2 separate regions of the Nothobranchius furzeri genome follow, and region 1 is linked to region 2. Evidence: chromatin contacts called from public Micro-C data. All regions are on one chromosome and are shown on one strand. The core of a region is the stretch at or near the end of the contact, and the rest is flanking DNA. Distances in the headings are between cores, read along the strand shown.

Region 1 (3,332 bases), core at 604-3,103, 61 kb after region 2:
AAATCACATACATGCTCACTTGAACCCTACATCCATCTTCTTTAATCAAGACATGCATGTTGCACCCGGTAAACATTTATTATAATGCAATTTTTAATAAATCTTAGTTTAAAGATTGTGTGTGTGTGTGTGTGTGTGTGTGTGTGTGTGTGTGTGTGTGTGTGTGTGTGTGTGTCACTGAGGCGCACCAGCTTTTAAAAAAAGGTATACATTTCAATATTTTTCTGAATTGTCTGGTTGAGACAGCAAACTGCTAATTGAGCTTTTAAGAGTGGTTGACTGAAAAACATTTTTTAAATGATTACTTCTGTTTAATCAGTCACTCTTGAGTTTCTCATGCAGACTGAACATGAAAATAGTCTCCTTCACATATCTCCTGCATTAGCTTCTGATCGAAAATAGATGGTGAAACTCTAGGTTTTGTAAATCCTCATAGATCTACGCCACACTGTGAATTGGCGTTCATGGACTCACTGATCTTGACTTACGACAGGGAGGCTGTTGTTGATTTAGCGTTGTGGCTAGTTTAAGCTAACCATTAGCATTAGCAGCTTCACCACACAGCAGGAACTCCTCCAGGCTTGTGTTATTTGTAGACATAAGACATCCACTTTGCAAGTCAGTGGTAGAGCCGCGTTGCTGTTATCCAATCCAAGGCAGGCTGTCCAGATATCAGGAAATAAGACTCCAAATCTCGCCGTCTGATGTTGCAGGTTTGTGGGCTTTTTTGTGCCCTGAGTGTTGCCTGCGAGGCATGCATTTCTATTAGAAACCACTGCAAATGTATTGATATAACAAGTAATCCACCCCTTTAAAATTGTAAAACAACGTTTGAAACAATAACTTAGAACTTTTTGTCTTTTTTCTGAAATATTTGCATTTCTTAAATTTGACATAAATGTGTTGGATGCATTAGACGAATTGTTTTGTTTTTTAAATAAAAAAAAAGAATAACTGAGCAATTCAATGCACAGCAAAAAGGTAAACTCTGATTCACCACGGGGACCAATTTGGTGGGCCACCCCAAAATTATCACTGCCCCCTCGTGAAAAAATTCTGGGGACACTACTGCCTATCAGATTCAGTTCTTTAATAGTTATCTTTATCTTTTTTCCTCATAAATGCCACATAAGGCAAGGCGAGGCAGCTTTATTTATATAGCACGTTTCATACACAGAGGCAATTCAATGTGCTTTCCAATAGCAAGAACATTCAAATCAACTTGACAGAAAATACAATTAAAAAATTAAAAAGAAACAACTTTAAGGTTAAGGCGTGTGCAAATACAGTGCAGAAGGTGGAGCATGTAACCTTAGCACATAAACCATATAAAATTGTGGCTTTTACATTATTAGGCTAGATAGGATTGGTGCACAGATGCAGCACTGCTCCTCTGGAAGGTGTTATTACAGTTTGCTGGTGATTCTACATTTTACACACTTGTGTTTACACAGTTGGCCTGCCAAGCGGCTCGGCTCCCTGCTATAGATTTAGACTTACCCTCACTGTTTGGCAGGTTTTCAAACCCTCCTTATGGGTAGCAGGATTTACACTGACCATGCACTAGCTAGCTGTGTCTGGAGGGTGTTTGTTTCCTAGCTTAAAGTGTAACGTGAGTTATGTGTGTGTGAGGCCACAATACGTTAAGTTAGGTGTTTGTGAGTGAGTAAAAATGAAACTTGGCTTCATTTAGGTTGTGGGTTCATATGTCAGAGTGAATAAGCATGGTCGGTATGATATCAGAGGACTTTTAGACTCAGAAACCACGTTAACCATGAAGAGAAGATGAATAGAAACATGTTTCCTGCTGGTGTTTTTTTTTAAACAGATGTTTCAGCAAATCGGGAGGTCACACTGAACACTCACAGTGCCCCCTAGAGGTCTTAAACTGCAACAAATCCTCATTTTCCCTCCAGTGAATTAAGATTAATGCTGTTTTTTAAAACATATTTAAAATAAGTATTTCTTTTCCTACCTTTGTCATCCCATGCAGGTGGAAAACTCAACCCTGAGTTCCCGAAGTGCTGCGCTGATGGCCCAGAATGCCCAGCTGCAGACCCAGCAGAGCAGTGTGGAGGGGGAGCGAGAAGGAGCGCTGAAAGAGAAAGAAGAGCTGAGGGCAACTTACGAACTGCTGCTCCGAGATCACGAGAAGCTGGCAGCGCTCCATGAGAGACAGGCCGTGGAGTACGAAGCCCTGATTGGGAAACATGGCGGCCTGAAGACCTCCCACAAGAGCCTGGAGCAACAGCACAGGGACTTGGAGGACAAGTGAGACACAGTCTTCCGCCAGTCAAACTAAACTGGCCAAGCTGGGCAAATACATAAAACAAGACATTTTGAATTTGTGATTTATTTTTTCTGTGTTTTGTAAATGTGTGTTTTATGCATTTAGATATAAGCAGCTCCTGCAGAGAAAAGGGGAATTGGAGGAACTGGAGAAGAACCTGAAGAAACAGCAGGAAAAGATGGAGCAGGAGAACCAGAGCCACAAAGCTACAGCTGACCAATGTAAACAACTCAAAGAGGAGAACGACAGGTCCGATTAATCAGAACCATGTTCACTTAATAAGAATTACACATTTAGATAAAAATCTTAACCTTGTGCTCACTTTCCAGACTCAACACGTCTTATCGTCAGCTGGTGCAGGACAACGAGAGTCTCCAGCTGGACCATAAGAACATAAAGAGCCAGTTGAACAGTGCAAAGCTGGAGCAGACCAAACTGGAGGCCGAGTTCTCCAAACTGAAGGAACAATATCAGCAGCTGGACATCACCTCCACAAAACTCACCAACCAGTGTGAAGTAAGAGGACTCCTGACTTTGTGTCTTCACATCTCTCTTGTTATTGCTCATCTGGGTGTTCCTGCATCCCTGCTGCGTGTGTTAGCTGTTGAGCCAGCTAAAGGGAAACCTGGAGGAGGAGAACCGTCACCTGTTGGACCAGATCCAGACCCTGATGCTGCAGAACCGCACACTTCTGGAGCAGACCATGGAAAGCAAGGACCTGTTCCACGTAGAGCAAAGACAATACATGTAAAGCTGATAATTAATGTTCGTTCTCTAAAGAATGTTCAGTAAGTGTTAAATTGTAAGAATTGACCTTTTTTTATGTTTTTGCTCAACCTTTAGAGACAAACTGAACGAGCTGAGGAGGCAAAAGGAAAAGCTGGAGGAAAAAATCATGGACCAGTACAAATTCTACGACCCGTCACCCCCACGCAGGTAAAACACAGCATCAGCAAATCAAGTGGGGACAAAACGATAGAGATCTATTTCTAGTTTTTGTTATAGGAGCAAGCTTCAGTTTGCTTTTTGGCTCTCAGAGATG
Region 2 (3,354 bases), core at 370-2,869:
TCTGAAAACATGTATTTTATTAGGAAAGTCGTTCATTTTAGGACGATTAATTGATGCTCTGAATGTTTTAGACAAAGATTTAATGTGGATAGCAATGAATGTAAATTTTGTCAAATATTTGTTTGGTTCACTCATTCATTGCCTCCCGTTTCCTGATCAGAAAAGCCCGTTGCTGCCGGCGTTTTTCAGCATTTTCACTGTATTTTTAAGAGTCATAGAACGTTGCGCACTAGGGTGATGTCAACGTCAAAACTACCAAAACAAAGAGTAGACTCACTTCTTACATCAGGATGAATCTGCGTGTTTCGAGCGCTGTTCGTTCTTTCATAATCCGTTGTTGAATTGTGAAGCTTTTACGGTTCGTGCCTTTTTCTTTACAGCAGCGGCCCAAAAAGATCTCCTAACACATGGATTTTCTAATTCCTGATCATGTGATGTGTGACATACACAGATGAAGATCAGCGAGCTGAGATGTTTGTTTTCACGTTGCGGGGGCTCATTCCTACGCCCACACAGTAAAAAAATGCAAATGATGACTTTAGTCGTCACTGGCAGTTGGATTTAAAATGATGACTTTTGTCGTCAATGGCAGTTAATGAGTTAATGAAGTTTTTTTAAGTAGCACAGTGACCAGCAGACGGTTGATGACGCAATGCTCCCTGTCCAAATTCTGCAATCATTTGCACACTTGTGCACCACACACTCGAAGCCTTGCTGTGCACTTCTTCCAAGCACACTTCACAGAAGGGCACAGTGCGAGTATTGGGATTGGGCCTCATTCTCTATTTCCCCAAACTGAGGTTGTTAAAGAACCATCTGGAACAGGAAATGCATTATTCAACATCCCCACAGACCCCTTCTAAGGATCTGAATATTTTCAACCTTTTTTTTTTTTTTAGATGTTTATATAGTGATCTGTGACATAACCCACCAGGTGTCAGTATTTTACCTCCATTATGATGTCTAATGCATGCTGCAGAGGCAGACAAAGGAAGTGCATTTATGCACTGTTACCCTGCATTTCTGCGTGGAAGTTAAACCAAATAAGCACTTAAATAGTCAGTATTACACACTGAGGTTATGAATCACAAGATTGGAGTTTTCATTCACTTTTCTTTTGAGACAAAGTGGTTCCATTACTCGCACTCAAACATGAGTGAATTTATTTTATTTGTTTGTTCACATGTTGACTAAGATCTTTTTTCTATGACTCAGAGGAAATCAGAGGAGAAAGGGAACGCTTTGATTAATGCCCTACTTTTCTTTGGGAGGAGGAGGGAGATGCGCAGGGAGGGAGGCGCGGCTCTACGTGTCCTCCAGTCATCCTCTCAACTCTCCAGCAGCAGCTCGGTGGTGTGCGGCGTTTGGACGCAGACAGCCAGGAATCCGCGTCTGGAAGTCACTTTATTTAAAAAAACAACAACAACAAAAAACTATGAGGTGGAACCCGATCATTTCCGAAGCTGGATTTGCAACATCTGTTTATTTTTCCCTCGCAGCTGGACCTTCTTTTACATACCCGAATTAGGATTATTTCTCATCTCTTTTCGTCGTTTAAATATTGAACGCAACGCGGACTGATCCTTAAATAACAGAAAACCTTAAGGGAATGCGGTTTTTGAGCACAAAAATGTGATTTCTTCTTCTCCCACCCAGGAAGAAGTCTCGTCGGCGGCATCTCCAACAGCTGGGTCGGTTTGAGAAAATTAGTGATTATTATTATTTTTTAAATCCTCGTAAAGTAAAGCCTGGATTAAAACGTGGAATTATCAACATGAGAGGAGTTTAAATCATTTTTTAAAAATCCCAATTTGTTTGAACAAACGGCTGAAGGTTAAATATGGAGAACGAGGTTTTCACCCCATTACTGGAGCAGTTCATGCTCACCCCTCTGGTCTGCTGGGTAAGCACCCTAATTAAATATGCTAATGAGTGTTGACTCATTAAACAATCACCTTATTTCGCCTGTTAATTGATCGCACTCCTTTCTTTTTCCAGGTGAAGACCGTCGGGCGGTCGACAGTGAGCGATGGCAGTAAATTATCGGAATATATGGAATTAGTGGATGGGATTTACCTGAACGAGTTCATGCTGGAGATGTAAGTAAATCTGAGAGTTGGAGAGCCGAACCGGTCAGTCCTCTGAGCTGGCCTACATAGAGGCACGGAATTAGCCAATTGAGGGCATGCAGACATCAAACCAGAGATGTGCAACAACCTACAGTCCATGTTTTATTGTTATTATAGTGGAGGAGGGTTAAAATGATGGTCATCCTTACACGAGACAGCAGCCTCTGTCCAGTTGAGCTGAATGGAGGCTGCTCACAAAGAGGACCCTGTGTTGGTGGGAGTGGGTCAGATATATTAACACTTAAGATGTCTTTTGAGCTTGTGTACACCGGTGTCAGCTGCATGGATGCAGCATGCCTCAGCAGAAAACTAGACTCATTCCCTTGAAGCTGCACCCTGCTGTGTTGTTGATTAATCCTAAGGAGAAACACTCTTCCCAGCACACACACCATGCATGAAAATTTTAACTTGGATGGTGCAGGGAAACAAGAGCACGTTTTATTTTTATCTAATTAAAGAAAATGTAGCTTATTTGTAAGATCTACTGACAGTGCTGGATTTGTGAAGGACTGCATGTCGAATTTGTCTCTTTCCTGAGACCGTTTCTATATGTGGCATGACAGGAGAAAGATTTCTACTTCTTTGTCTGGCTGCAGGTTGCCACTTCCTGCCAGCATGATCTGTTAAAATACATTTTTTTTTCCATATTTCCACTAATGCCAGACTCTCCTGTCAGCTTTTCCCCTGCTTGCCAGTTTAAGGAGCATTCAGTTTTGCCTGCTCCCTGATGAATAGGTTTAAAAGGGATTTATGTGCAGCACATCTCGTGTTTCCTCCCATTGGTTTGAGCCGAGACAACCTCATATCTAATGTATTTGTAGAACATATAGTTGATTGATCTTATGCCTTTTTAAAGAGTGAGAACAGTTTACGTACAAAAAACATGCTTATTATTGTAACAAGTCACATTTATAGCAATAATAACTTGACAGGACAATTAAGAGGACACTTGTTTTGAGCTCTCCGATTGTCCGTTTGCTATAAGCTGCCTCAAGTTTCAACAACCTCTTCCATCTCCCTCTCCAGTGATTTGGTTCTACTCCTGAGTGCTTCTAGTCTCTCGCCGGCTCCAAATAGAATCATGTTTAGGAAAGCAGTTTTTAGGTTTAGAGCTTTCCTCGTTTACTCTGTGTGAAAGAGTAAAAACTGTATTTCCAGTGCATTTTCCCCAGTGGAACATTGGGTAATGGGTAAGCAACTGGAAGGATATGGGGGAAGGGTTGGA

Evidence for each region. Hi-C and Micro-C count contacts between places; a contact is called where the count stands out from the background.
Region 1: a contact with region 2 is called in a Micro-C map of tail fin, with 15 times the contacts expected there. The contact joins the enhancer-like site here to the promoter of ccdc88ab in region 2. A contact is called at or near these places in 2 of 2 Hi-C or Micro-C datasets (skeletal muscle and tail fin).

Annotation. Positions count from the first base shown.
Region 1 is chr12:26,343,233-26,346,564 of NfurGRZ-RIMD1, forward strand. It overlaps ccdc88ab (coiled-coil domain containing 88Ab), which reads left to right. Exons shown (of 39, transcript XR_001571746.3): 24 at 1,994-2,271; 25 at 2,396-2,539; 26 at 2,620-2,806; 27 at 2,892-3,037; 28 at 3,134-3,226. Among protein-coding and RNA genes, the nearest start is that of LOC139062102, 36 kb to the left of the region's middle. Within about 2 kb of position 1,854, at least 1 of the 3 cell types and tissues checked has an H3K27ac peak or open chromatin away from gene starts, as enhancers often do. A contact at or near this core is called in tail fin, where this site is marked.
Region 2 is chr12:26,282,535-26,285,888 of NfurGRZ-RIMD1, forward strand. ccdc88ab (coiled-coil domain containing 88Ab) reads left to right here and starts at 1,620. Exons shown (of 39, transcript XR_001571746.3): 1 at 1,620-1,903; 2 at 1,999-2,099.